Linked DNA regions of Mus musculus: all the other regions are linked to region 2. A link is a contact called in public HiChIP or PLAC-seq and Micro-C data. All regions are on one chromosome and are shown on one strand. Each heading gives the region's core, a stretch centred on a gene start, on an enhancer-like site or on the middle of the called end of the contact. The rest is flanking DNA. Distances are from core to core; before and after follow the strand shown. Region 1 has its middle 53 kb from the start of Arfgef1. Region 2 holds the start of Arfgef1 (ADP-ribosylation factor guanine nucleotide-exchange factor 1(brefeldin A-inhibited)). Region 3 overlaps Arfgef1 (ADP-ribosylation factor guanine nucleotide-exchange factor 1(brefeldin A-inhibited)).

Region 1 (3,944 bases), core at 907-3,406, 53 kb after region 2:
GTCCTGATGTTTCCTACATTCCATGGGGCTAGCAATCTCTCATAGTAAAGAGCATCTGGGTTTTGTGTTCATGACACCTGTGCTGAGACTATGCTTACAGGATGCTGACACCCAAGTGGATCATCTCTTGTAGCATAAACTACATTGAGAAGAGATTTAGGCACAGACAACAGATATTAATGAGGACAAGGACTAGCTTCCCTCAGCCAGAGGAACAGCGTTTGCAAAGGCCCTGAGATGTTGGCTATTTCCAGTACAATGGAGAATGTGGCATGTGGCTGAGCAAGGGCTGACAACAAACCCTCAGGAGCTCCGCATGTTCTGAGATTATGAAATACGCTTTTGACTCCTATTAACCAAAGAATCTCAGAACATCTTAAGCAGGGGATGACACAATTGAATTTTATCTTCTGCTAACTGGTGATAGCATAGAGTTCATCAGAACCCAGATGAGCTCTGAGGATTTCTTACTAAAATGTCATTAGAACATATTGTTTCCCTAATGCCCTTTAAATATTGGGGAGTCTTTCCCCATTTTTCCAAAGCTCTCTGATTTCCCAGTGTTACCACTAGACCTCACACAGTGACCTTCAGGCCTGGCAGCCCTCTCCCTTCAACCCCACCTGTACATGCTGGTATTTGCTGATATACAGTGGGGTTATTGCTATTTAAGTTGCTAGATTTTTTAGTCTTTTAGAGTTGTAAACATTATTTTCTTGGAGTTTCTCTACTTTTTTTATATGCCAATAATCTGGTGAAAAATTTTACTTAGCATGATGCAATTTGTAAGTTTAAATCTAAAAGGTAAATAGCAACATTCCATTTATTTAGATGAGCATGTATATACTCTAGTTAAACATATCTTTTTTTTTTTTTTTTTTTTTTTTTGGTTTTTCGAGACAGGGTTTCTCTGTGTAGCCCTGGCTGTCCTGGAACTCACTTTGTAGACCAGGCTGGCCTCAAACTCAGAAATCTGTCTGCCTCTGCCTCCCAAGTGCTGGGATTAAAGGCGTGCACCACCACACCCGGCTGAAACATATCTTATTCCAAGAAGAGGAAATAAAGATTCTTATACAAAGTATAAGTATGGCAATTTGAAATAGTAAAAAAAATGGAATTTCCTGAGTGTGATGGCTCACACTTGAAACACTAACACAACAGAGACGAGAAAGGAGGGTTGCCATGATTTCTAGGACAGCTGAAGTTACATAGTATACAGTAAGTTCCGGGCCAGTCTGGGCTATGGTGTGAAACCCTGTGTAGTGGTTTGAATAAGAATGGCACAAACAGACTCACGTGTTTGAGTGCTTGACCCACAGGAAGTGACACTGTTAGGAGGTATGGCCTTCTTGGAGGAAGTGTGTCACTGTTGGGGGGTGGGTTTTGAGTTTTCATCATGTTCAAGTTCTTTCTAGTGTGGCCCACAGCCTCCTATTGCTGTTGCCTGAGGATCAAGATGTAGAATTTTCAGCTCTTTCTCTAGCACCATGTCTATGTGCATGCTGCTATGTTTCCTGTCATGATGATAATGGACTAAACCTCTAAACTCTAAGTCAGCCCCAATTAAATATTTTCCTTTATAAGCGTTGCTGTGGTCGTGGTTTCCTCTTCACAGCAATAAAAATGCAAACTAAGTCACCCTGTCTGAAGAACAAAACAAAAAACCTTTCTGGAGATGTGCCCTCTGCTAGCCCTTGCATTAGCTCTCCTTTGTCAGCATAAGGTGAGGTCTCGGGCAGTCTAGAAATGACAGTCTTGGCTCAATTACAACTGGATTCTAGAAGGAGTTCTGGAAGTTAGATAAAAGCCAACATTCCTCAGGAACTTGAGAGACTTGTGAGAGTTCCTGTCCACCTTTCCCCATTCCCCTTGCCTCTGGCAGAAGGGACACATGGCTCTCCAATGTCACATAGCACATGGTTGCATATCAAAGGCCACGCTGGCCTCCAGACTCCCTCAGTCCCTACTCACAGGTATTTGTTCACATTTCAGAGCCGCCCTGCTGGCATGCTGTACCTTCCTGCCCAGACTCCTAGGCTTGCTTCCGCTCTCAGGCTGGCTGCCACCTCCCAGCTACTTGTCCTCCTTATAACCCCACATTATTTTCCCACCTCTCCTATAGATAGCCCTGATGGCCAGTCTGTCTGTTTCCTTTTCTTTCTGACTTCACCAGAAGAGTGTCTCTCTCTCTCTTATCTACAATAAAAATTGTTGGCATTCCTTCTCTGGTCCGCCCAACTGTTACCTAGCAACAGCCAGGTAGACCTGGCTTTCTATGAAAGGGAATCTGGCCTCTCTGACTCTGACTCTTTTCTCTCCCTGAAACTGTTTTCTCTCTCCTCTTCTCTCCACCCCTCTCTCTCTCTCTCTCTCTCTCTCTCTCTCTCTCTCCCTCCTTCCCTCCCTCTCTTTCTCCCTCCCCTCTCCCCCTCCCCTCTCTCTGTCTCTCTGTCTCTGTTTCTCTGTTTCTGTTTCTCTCTGTTTCTCTCTGTCTCTGTCTCCCTCCCTCCCTCCTTCCCTCCCTCCCTCCCTCCCTCTCTTTCTCCCTCCCCTCTTCCCCTCCCTTCTCTCTGTCTCTCTGTCTCTGTTTCTCTGTTTCTGTTTCTCTGTTTCTCTCTCTCTCTGTCTCTCTGTTTCTCTCTCTCTCTCTCTCTCTCTCTCTCTCTCTCTCTCTCTCTCTCTCTCTCTCTCTCCTCCTTTGTCCCCCTCTTCCTCTACCTCTAATCCCTTCAGGGACTCCACCTACACAGCCTTGAAGGAGTCATAAATCATGCCAGGGTCTGTGCCTTCCAATGTGGCTGCTTTAAGGTCATTCTCAATCCTACACGTAGCCCCTCACCCATTGCTCTGTACACAAGCCCCTCACCCATTGCTCTGTACACAAGCCCCTCACCCATTGCTCTGTACACAAGCCCCTCACCCATTGCTCTGTACACAAGCCCCTCACCCACTGCTCTGTACACAAGCCCCTCACCCACTGCTCTGTACACAAGCCCCTCACCCACTGCTCTGTACACAAGTCTAGTGAATATTTTGGTTCCCTAGAGTGAACTTTTACTGGGACCATAGAAGGGAGGGGTAGATGTTATTCACATCTCCTCAAAGGAAGGAGATTTAGCAACAATTGGGCTTATCCTGATAATCCAGAACAAACTCCCCACCTCAAGATCCTGAACTTAGACAGAACTGGCTACTTCCTTTTAGTTTAACATGGAACTTTTGAGGCCTGAACATTCAAAGTCAGGCACATAGCATGGGGATTGTTATTCAGTCAACCAGTTTCACTTTCTTTGGAAAATACTATTTATTTCCCTCTCTATTCACAGCTTTACTTGATTTGGGGTTACAGCTGAGATAATTGGACTCTATAGACATGCCATCCATATTGATCTGTGTAGCATACTTTCTTGGTGCTGGAGGCTGTTGAGGGAATCCTCCTTCTGCAAGGAATGAGCTATCTATCCTTGGATATGCCAGGCAGGTTTGCTCTTTCCAGTTCTCACTTCCCACTTCAGTACTCTCACACCTTCCGAAGGCACCACTGGCTGCTGGTACTCTCATCTTTGCCAAAACTCTCCACATAGTTGCCACAGCCTACAGTTACTGTGTGTTACCAGAAATACTATGAAGTAAACACTGTTATCCCACAACAGGTTTGACTCCTGAATGGAACCAGCATCTCAGCTTCATCATATCTGTTTTGCGATTGTTCTTATTAGTATAGCTTATGTCTTATTCATTGTATTAAAGCATACAACTTAATTTTCGTGGATTCTAATGCACTTACAATACTGTACAGATTTCTACTAATTCCTGAGCATTTCTAGCCCTCCAAAAGAAGCTCAAGCTCTGTAGCTACTCTACGTCCTCCCTTAATACACTGGTGGCATGTGTGAGAGCCAAAGTTACATTTTAAGTTTTTTAAAATTACTGTGACTAAGAGA
Region 2 (4,446 bases), core at 1,738-4,237:
TCTGAATTCTACTTGAATGCCAATAAAATTTTTTTCAAACAAAACCAGAAAAGGATTCAAAGTCTGGCATAGCGCATGTTTCCTAGCTTACTGCCCATCTCCTTTCAGCTCCGTGTTAAGTGTTCAACAACATCTAAAGAGAGAATGAATATATATAGAAATATTCACAAGGGTTTTAACAATAGCCACACACACCAGTAGGCACCAGTAATCTCAGTACCTTGGAGGCAGAGGCAGGAGGACTGCCATAAGTTCTATAGTTCAAGGGTAGCCTGGTCTACATAATGAGTTCCAAGTCAGCCAGTGATAGATAGCAGCTATCCCAAACTTAATACTGACAGATGACTGGAAGAAAAAAAAATCAGGGGTTATTTACCATGAGACTGCATACTGAAAATTTACTTTATAGAGAGCTAAATGTAACTTTTATGAAATATGGAAAATGCCTCTTGTTAAAAACAAAAACACCCAAAAAACTTCCTGTAAACAAAGTACTCTGGTACTCGTTAAATGGCAAAAGATTTAAAGAGCACACCATCAAGAATTCCTATGCCTAAAAATGTCAGGGCTGCAGTTAAGGGAGCTACAGACTTTCTGAAGAAATGTAGAGCGGCAAGAATACCAGATGTATCTAGCAGAAGAACGCACTCACATTCACTGAGTCCACTACCCTTAACTGGACTGAGAAAGTCCAAGCACAGTAATACTGAACTGTAACAAAAGATGGACTTAAACCCCAGACTCTCATTTCGATGAGCTGCCAACATACTCATTTTAGTATTTGGAAAGAGAAAAAAAGTACATAAAAACCAGTTTACTTAAAACCTGTAAATGTGTATGCTTTAGCATACTGGAAATACTTTCTGGGTTTGGATATTTTTCAGTTGATAGAATGCTTGCCACTACAAATGAATCCCTGGGTTCCATCCTCTGCATTGCACCTCTAAAACAAGCCGTCATTTGTCTATAATCCCAGAATTCAAAATCAGAGACAGTGGTTTAGGAAAGTTCAAGTTGTCCTCAGCTACAAAGAAATATTAGGCCAGCCTGGGCTACTTGGAACCTGTCTGCATGCCCCCATGCCCCTTGCTTAAAAAAAAAAAAAAAAAAAAAAAAGGAAAAAAAATGGACACACATACTCTAACACAGCAAAGCTTAGTTCTTAAATACTAAAGCTTTAATTTGAATTTCATTTGTTTTTTTACCCTGCCAGGTTACTGAAAACCCTACAGCACACAATAATTTTAAAAGTTCTTAAAACCCTTCCTATCACTCCAATTAATAATGACTTCTTTCAGGACCCAAATATAAATTCAATTTTTGCAACTGTACAATAGTCTTCTCATTCACCTGGAAACGTGTTGTTAGTTACAATAACAAAATGGGAACTTATGACCAATGAAGGGCAAAGGAAGGAACTATTTAAGTCCACTATACTACTACATTAACAACAAAACACCACCAACAAAAAGGACCATTTTTTGGTGGATGTTAAACAAATCCAGTTGATGTTTTTCATATTACTAAGTATTGAGAAAAAAAGGAGGAAGGGCGGCTGTAACATTTGGAGTAAGTTAAATGGTAGTCTTAAGTCAAAACTTAAATGCAAAATTGTCTCTAACCTATCTGGACCCCTTACTTTAGCATAAAGTTAGTTTGTCCCCTTTCAAAAATGTTTTTCAAAAATCACTTTTAACCATTTTCATTTCTTGCAAAGTTGAGCTGCTCTGGTCCAGGGCTATAAACAAAAGGGTAAGCATCACAAATTTATCTGTGTTAAATGTTCTGGCTTCTCCCTTAACAATTCTCTTATTGATGGATGCACTAGACCTACCAAACCTACCGCAAACAAATCGTTATCTGCCTACAATGGTTTTATAGGTATTGTTTGGGATTTGCCCTGCTGTGGCTTCATTACACTAGACCTCTTCTGTCTGAACTATAAATCACAACTGAAGCTTGAGAACAGCTGCCACTGTCCAGACATGTGGCTGGTGGGTGTCATTGTCTTTCTCTTTTCTCTCATTTCACACACACCCCTTTCTGTGTTACCTAAAGTCAATTTATCTAAAGGTTCTTTCCTTCCACATTTCCACACAGACACGGCCACCGCCACCCCCTTAACCTCTAGTCTTGTTCTTCCAGGTCAGCCCAGTAGGTTACATTACTACTCTTTTTTCCTGTAGCTGGGGCAGAGAGATGGCAAACTCGAGGCACCTTTTGCAACCCCCTTTCTCGAGACTGTCAACGAGGGAACAACTTCAACCTTTCTTCCCAAAGTACCACGCCAAATCATAAAGTTATTGTAATTGCAATACGGAACCCTCCCCCACGCTCAGTCTCGTCAGATCGGCCCCACCTCAATTTCTAAGCTAATAAACAACAGCTCATCTTCTGCTCCATCACAAAGGATGACATTCTGTCCGCACCGCAGGGGCCACCAACAACCCTCCCCCCATCCCGTCCTGTGGACCACTCGAAGCCAGGTGCCTCGCGATCCGTAACCATCTCGAGTTCCAGGGGCCCCGGCTGGCCGCCTATCCTCCTCCACTCAGCCGGTGCCCCGCGTCCAGCCGAGTTGCTGTCAACTCCAGTCGGGCGGCCAGCAGGGCTCCCCGGACGAGCCGCCCGCCACGCCGCCCACCTCTCGCGGCCGGCACCCCGCGCCGCGGCCTCCTCCGGGCTCACCTAGGGCCACCTCGCACGCTTTGCGCAGCTGGGAGTGATGCGCCTTCTTCACTTCCTTGTCGGCCAGAATCTTCTCCAGGGCCCGGGTCAGGAACATGTTCTTCGTCTTCTTGCCCTCATACATGGACGCGGAGGAGGCGGCGGCGGCGGCGGTCCCGGCGGCTGGAGGGAAGGCGGAGGAGGGGGACGGGGACCGGGATGAGGACGGGGAGGGAGAAAGGCGAGGAGGTGGCGGTGGGGGCGAGGAGGCGTGGAGGGCAGCGGCGGCACCAGGAAGCGGCCGGCGACGCGGAGCGGCCGCGGGGCCGCCAAGGGCGTCGAAAGCCTCGCCACGCTCGAGGGGCCGCCGTTCGAGGGCCGCGCCCGTCCGGCCTCGGCGCCGTCGGCCCGGGGGTCGCTTCCCGGCCGCCCGCCTCACTCGTCCCTACGGCCCGGCGGCGGCGGCACTCGGCCCGGGCGGCCGTCTTCCCGGGGCCGAGGGCCTAGGTGGCGGCGCCTCACACTGCCAGCAGGCGCGAGGCTGCCCTAGCTACCGTGGGGACCAGCATCCGCCGCAGCCGCCGACTGGCCTCCATCACCGCCGACCTGCCCCGGACGCCATGTTGAGAGGAAACGACGCGTCACGCAGCGGCCGAACGGCTGCGGAGAGGAAGCGGCGGCGGCGGCGGTGCCAGCGCCAGCCCAGAGCTGCCGCGGCGCCGAGAGGCAAGGGGCGGAGGGCGGCGCGGGAGGAGCGGCCGGAGCTGCAACTCTACGGCGGCCCGGCGGGGACTCGCCGCCTCCCGCGTTCGCCTGCAGGGCAGCGTGGGGCGTGGCGGGCGTCCTGCTGCGCGGCACGGCGTGGCGCGGGGCTTCTGCTCTTGCGGGCTACTGGGATGCGTGATCGGAGCACAGGGGCGCTCCCAAGGCCGGGACGACAGGACCCCTGCCTACCGTGCACGGGCTTCCCCAACTTTCTGGACAGCCGGTCGCCGGGGAGCAAAGTTCCTCGCGGTCCTAGGGCCACAGGAACACCCGCGTCGCTCCCTCAGGCGCACCTGGTTTCCGCCTGCCACACGGGGTCTAAATTTCCTTCTCAGGTGTAGGAAATTGCTATCCTTGACCGATACTTTCAATTACTTCAAGATGGATCTCTTTTGCAAAACGTAAGCTAAAAACCACTGGGCGAAGATTCAGGAATATTTTCACTTTTTAAATCTCTCAATAGGGTAAATCAGTAAACCCTAGGTTTCATGCCCTTTTCTGATTGACACTGAAGTTAAGGTGAGTGCTTCTGACTCAGGTACCGCACAGAGCCCTCCCGTTCTCTACCTTTAATCCGGAGTTTTCAGAATGGAAAAGCTTTAAGAACAGATACTCCTGACCATACTGTGCCTGCTTTAATGCCACAGAACTCAAATTTCCGCATTGCTTCTGAGAGAAAACGTTAAGAATCCCATGAAATAAATGCAGCCGGTTTACAGGGGGTTCCATGCTATTGCGTGTCTCCAGCAACATGGGATCCCGGTTAGGATACAGCTTTTGCTTTCTTTTCCTTAGAGTGTGTTAGCTGTGGATTTATATTAATGCAGCAATCAGAATCCAAAGGTGTGAACGCTGCAAAGTGACAAGACTTGAGACGTATGAAAAGCCAAAGGAAATAAAAATGGGAAATCTGAAGGTGACATACAATTAAAATGGACAGATACATCAAAATGTGGTTGTCCTGAGAAATCTACAAATCCATTACCTTCATCTTAAACACTAAAATCTTCGAAA
Region 3 (4,387 bases), core at 1,018-3,517, 61 kb before region 2:
GAATCAATCATTAAAAATAAAAATGAGAAAAATATTTGGGAGAAAAATTGTCCCTGTACTATATTTATAAAATGTTTATTTCTACTTACGTGTAACTATTTGCATAGTTTGCTTTCTATTTGATATTATAAGCCATCTAGAGATGATTTAAAGTGCACTGCAATAGTATGTGTTGGCTGTAGGGATATACTATACTCTTTATGTAAGGAATGAAATCTCAAGGACATCAAGGCTTGACTGTCAAAACACAGTCTAGGAATGGAGTGGTATGAGACTCCTGAGTGCTTGGGAGAAGGTGTGAAGAAAACAAGAGTCTTGTAACCTCCGTTTATTCAAAACATGAAATTGTTCTTGGAATGCATTTTCGTATTGCTCTGTTATCATTCAGTTAAATGTTTTAAATTATCCCTTTTATGAAAAACCCATGTTTTTGCCACATGCAGCTTGTCCTTGTGATTGTATACAGCTTGAACTCATGTGAACCTTACTCATGCGACCTACCTTAATTGCTTGGTATAAAATGTCGGGTGCTCTGAATAAAGTTGGCTATTGAATGAGAGTTTAGTCCACCTTGTTTATCAATTCCATTCTCCCAGGTCTCAGGGCCTCTAGAACAGTGACTCATGTCTGTGTTTAATGCTGTCAATATGGTTTCATAGAATGTTTGGTGAATAGATGCTAGTTAATATGGATAAACAGTAGTTTAAAGCGTCTCAGCTGTGTATGTATACACCCTTTTCCGGGTTAAATACTGAATAAAGCACTCTGCTCAGCAAAGGACCTGCTATCTATGTAAGCACTGGGACAGAGGTGAGCACTTGTTACACAGGCTGGGTAGAAACTAGTAAGGCAGCTCAAAGGGAGGCCTCTGTTCAAAAAAGCCTGAGTCAGTAGTAGTTTTCTCATAAGCAGAGTTAGAAGTAATCCCTTGACAAACAGAAATGAATGGAAGATAGAGGAAATTTAAAAAACAAGATCAAAACTATGACAAAGGACAAAGTTCACACAAAAAGCAGACATAATGGCTCATCCCTGTTATCTCGGAAGGTGAAGGCAAGAGAATCATACACCTTGACAACATAGTGAAATAGAAAATATATCAATACAGATTAAGAGAAAGTTATTAATTAAAGGATAAGAGGAGTTACTGGTTTCTACAGTTGCCTAGCAACAAGTTTTTTTTTTGGGGGGGGGTGGTCTGATGTATCTTCATGTAAATTATTTTTATGAAGGGAAATGTTAGGTCACTTTTATTATTGAAATCTAAGTAGCACTACAATACAATGCATAAACATCCATTCACTTTAAAATGTACTGAAAGTATAACGTAAAAACAAAATTCTAGGCATTTAGGCCCAGGCTTGGAATGTGACCTCTGTGTCTCAATGCTCCAAGGTATGTTAATCATAAAACAGATAGCCACATTCCTCCACCCACCCGCTTCCTGGGTTCAAAGAGTGTTCATTCAAAGAATGTGCTATAGTTAGGGGCTCTTAGAAACTGTCTTGAGAGATAACCCAAACAATTACCAGGTATTCCTTGTGACTTTTTTGACTTTGCACTTCCTTGGGACTCTTAACTGGTATCTTTGGTATTTCCCAACAACGCCCTCCCCACTTCCTTGAGTTGTGGTTTCTTCCTTTAAATACCTCCTTACCCAGCTACTCGGGGCGCCACGGTCCTCTACCCCTGTGTGGTGTATGACCGTGGCCCCGAGGGCGTTCTTGAATAAAAGTCCTCTTGCAGTTTGTGGCAAGACTGTTTCTTGTGAGTGATTTGGGGTGTCGCCTCTCCTGAGTCAGAACGTGGGGGAGTCCTCACGTTGTGGGTCTTTCAGTACTAAGTGTTAGCAAGTATCACTGTTTCTCTAAACTAAAATATATAGCTGCAAGTTTTTATTGGTGTTTAATTTCTGCTGTAATCGAATCCTGCAGTTCTACTTGCCACAGCTGACTTTGGCAACTAACCCTATCATTTCAGCCTTCCTATATTCTCTCTGACTTTTCAGTTATTCAGTTATTGACGCACATTCACCTGTCTGTAAACAGCTTTTGCCATATCTTTTGCCATCTTATGCAGTAACTATTGCTCTAATGTTTAGAAGTAGACTTCTAGGTTTCCCATGGCACTCCTGAGGCAGTTCTAAACTCTACTGCTGGACCACCAAACCTAATACACTTGAACTCAACAGCAAGGATTCATGTAGCCTCCAACAAGCCTGAAGCAGGCTGAGCCAGATTTTGTTGCCACTAAGGAGATCAGCTAGGGTGGAGCTGCCTCCCTGGATCACTCTATTGTTCTGCCACTGACACAGCTGCGACCTGCTGGGAGTCGGCCTAGCTGTTCCGGAGTCTGCACGTGGTCACCTGCAGCTGGGCTCCAAGGACGATTTGGCGGGAATGGGCTTCCCCTCTCCTTTATAAAGCTTGTCCACCATTAAAAATTTGAGCCTTGATCAGATTCCTGTCTTGGTTCCATCTCTCTCTCTCAGCCTAGTTTCCCTCTTCTTTTTCAGCTCCAGGCTGCCTCCCAGGCTCGAACCCGAACATGAGAGCCGCAGGCAAGCCCCAACAGATTCATGCTTCACATTCTGCAATGGCATCACTGAGACATTCTGCTAGATTGCACTGTTAGATTATTTTAGTTAACTACCACCAGGAACTAATTTTACTCAATCCAAATTGAAATCAACATATGGTCCTAGTCCTTTTTCTTCTCCTCTTAACCATTTTAGGTTTCCTAAGGACTGCTAACAACAACAGAAATTACTAAAGGATAAAGATAGGAAATATTCACAATATAATTTTATATTACAAAGTCTTAAAAATTTAACACTGCTGGGTCTCTGGCATACTCCTTATTGCTCCTGATCCATGCTTCTGAAGAGCTGACTGTGTGACTGTGGAGAGGGAGAGATGGTCAGATGGTACTCACTCCCCAGTCTCTAATGTAATACGAGTGTGCTAAATCCATTCTTCACACATACCTTCTTATTTAGTCCCAATAATCCTGCAATTAGATGTCTTTAGTTTGCAATGGTGGAAAACAAATCAGGAACTTAAAGGAGCTGGCACACAAGCATGAAAGAAATGTAGAAGAACTCAAACCCAAAAGTACACAAGTCAAAGTCTAAGTCTAAACATCTTCCTTGAGCCACCATGTGGTTGCTGGGAGGTGAACTCAGGACCACTGGAAGAGCAGTCGGCGCTCTTAACCGCTGAATCATCTCTCCACCCCATTCGAACTCTTTGTATTCTTTTGTTTTTTCGAGACAGGGTTTCTCTGTGTAGCTCTGGCTATCCTGGAACTCACTCTGTAGACCAGGCTGGCCTCAAACTCAGAAATTCACCTGCCTCTGCCTCCCAAGTGCTGGGTTTAAAGGCGTGCGCCACCACGCCCGGCTGAACTCTTTCTATTTTTGACTAAAAATATATTATCTTTCATTTTTTTGGCTTTTACTTTTGCTAATATGTTGGCCACTCCCAGCGCTTCTGAAAGCTTGGGTTAAGAGGTTCCACCCTGACAGAACAGTTTGCATGGGCCTACACAATGGCTTTCAAATGCTTGAGTGTGACTGATTTCTCCTTGCTCCAATCATTTCTTAATCGTAAGTCTACATGTTACTTGTCCAGTCTTAGAAGCAAGTGAATTGAAGTGTATCCTTTACATAGTTAGGAGGAAGAAACTAAGTAGCATTTAATACTGTAAACCAGACCAAGTGAAAAAAGACTAATTTCCTATTATCTTGTTTTTCTCTATAACATGTTAGACAAAGGGCAATTTCTCTAATTATATTTCATTGTCATAATAAAAATAACACAGCATGATTAAAAAAAAGTTTTGACACTTTCTAAAAGGAACTTAAAACCTCTCACCTAGCCCTAGACCAACAAATTCATCTGGAGCCTGATCTTTTGTCCCAGTGAGAGACCCTTCTCTGCCTCTCACAGTCCCAGAAATGTACCGAGGCTTCACTCCAGTTCCTATAAGTTGTGCCAGCTCTAACTGACTGATGCACTTCAGGATCTACAGCACAGAAAGAAAAAAAAAGTGAGGTTTTAAAAGTATGTATCTTAAAATATATGCAGTTAGAATGTAAAAACATTACATTATAAATCATTATGCAAGCTGTTTATTTAAAATAAATTATTTCCCACAATTAAAGCTTATTACAGTAGAACATTTAGCATCAACTAACTTTAAAAATTGAGTTGCAAAGTTAAAAGTGTTTCTACCTCATGCCACGAATTTCCTAAATAATTTCCATCAGTGTGAGCCACCGTGATGAGTGTTTTTATTGTGTCGATATTCTTCTGTTTCATTTCAGTAATACCAGAACTCACTGTAAGTAAGGTAAATCTGGCTAGTGCTTGGACATATGCATCTC

The links. A called contact is a pair of places that touch in the nucleus more often than the background predicts. HiChIP or PLAC-seq counts read pairs in DNA pulled down with a chosen protein or histone mark.
Region 1: a contact with region 2 is called in an H3K27ac HiChIP or PLAC-seq map of heart atrium, with 30 read pairs. The contact joins the enhancer-like site here to the promoter of Arfgef1 in region 2. A contact is called at or near these places in 4 of 39 promoter capture datasets (the HPC-7 cell line, embryonic stem cells, neutrophils and 1 more), 9 of 484 Hi-C or Micro-C datasets (the HL-1 cell line, the MNK3 cell line, Sertoli cells and 5 more), 8 of 115 datasets of contacts at active chromatin or transcription factors (the SCID.adh cell line, bone marrow-derived macrophages, embryonic stem cells and 5 more) and 2 of 9 other capture datasets (liver and pancreatic islet).
Region 3: a contact with region 2 is called in a Micro-C map of embryonic stem cells, with 2.7 times the contacts expected there. The contact joins the enhancer-like site here to the promoter of Arfgef1 in region 2. A contact is called at or near these places in 2 of 484 Hi-C or Micro-C datasets (embryonic stem cells and nephron progenitors), 2 of 115 datasets of contacts at active chromatin or transcription factors (the SCID.adh cell line and embryonic stem cells) and 3 of 9 other capture datasets (adipose tissue, liver and pancreatic islet).

The regions. Positions count from the first base shown.
Region 1 is chr1:10,283,490-10,287,433 of GRCm38.p6, forward strand. No RefSeq gene overlaps it. Among named protein-coding and RNA genes, the nearest start is that of Arfgef1, 53 kb to the left of the region's middle. Within about 2 kb of position 2,157, at least 74 of the 459 cell types and tissues checked have an H3K27ac peak or open chromatin away from gene starts, as enhancers often do. A contact at or near this core is called in the MNK3 cell line, the SCID.adh cell line, Sertoli cells and 4 more, where this site is marked.
Region 2 is chr1:10,229,683-10,234,128 of GRCm38.p6, forward strand. It overlaps Arfgef1 (ADP-ribosylation factor guanine nucleotide-exchange factor 1(brefeldin A-inhibited)), which reads right to left and starts at 2,988. Exons shown (of 38, transcript NM_001102430.1): 1 at 2,689-2,988. The coding sequence starts at 2,812.
Region 3 is chr1:10,168,959-10,173,345 of GRCm38.p6, forward strand. It overlaps Arfgef1 (ADP-ribosylation factor guanine nucleotide-exchange factor 1(brefeldin A-inhibited)), which reads right to left. Exons shown (of 38, transcript NM_001102430.1): 20 at 4,236-4,387; 21 at 3,876-4,026. Among named protein-coding and RNA genes, the nearest start is that of Arfgef1, 62 kb to the right of the region's middle. Within about 2 kb of position 2,268, at least 18 of the 459 cell types and tissues checked have an H3K27ac peak or open chromatin away from gene starts, as enhancers often do. A contact at or near this core is called in embryonic stem cells, where this site is marked.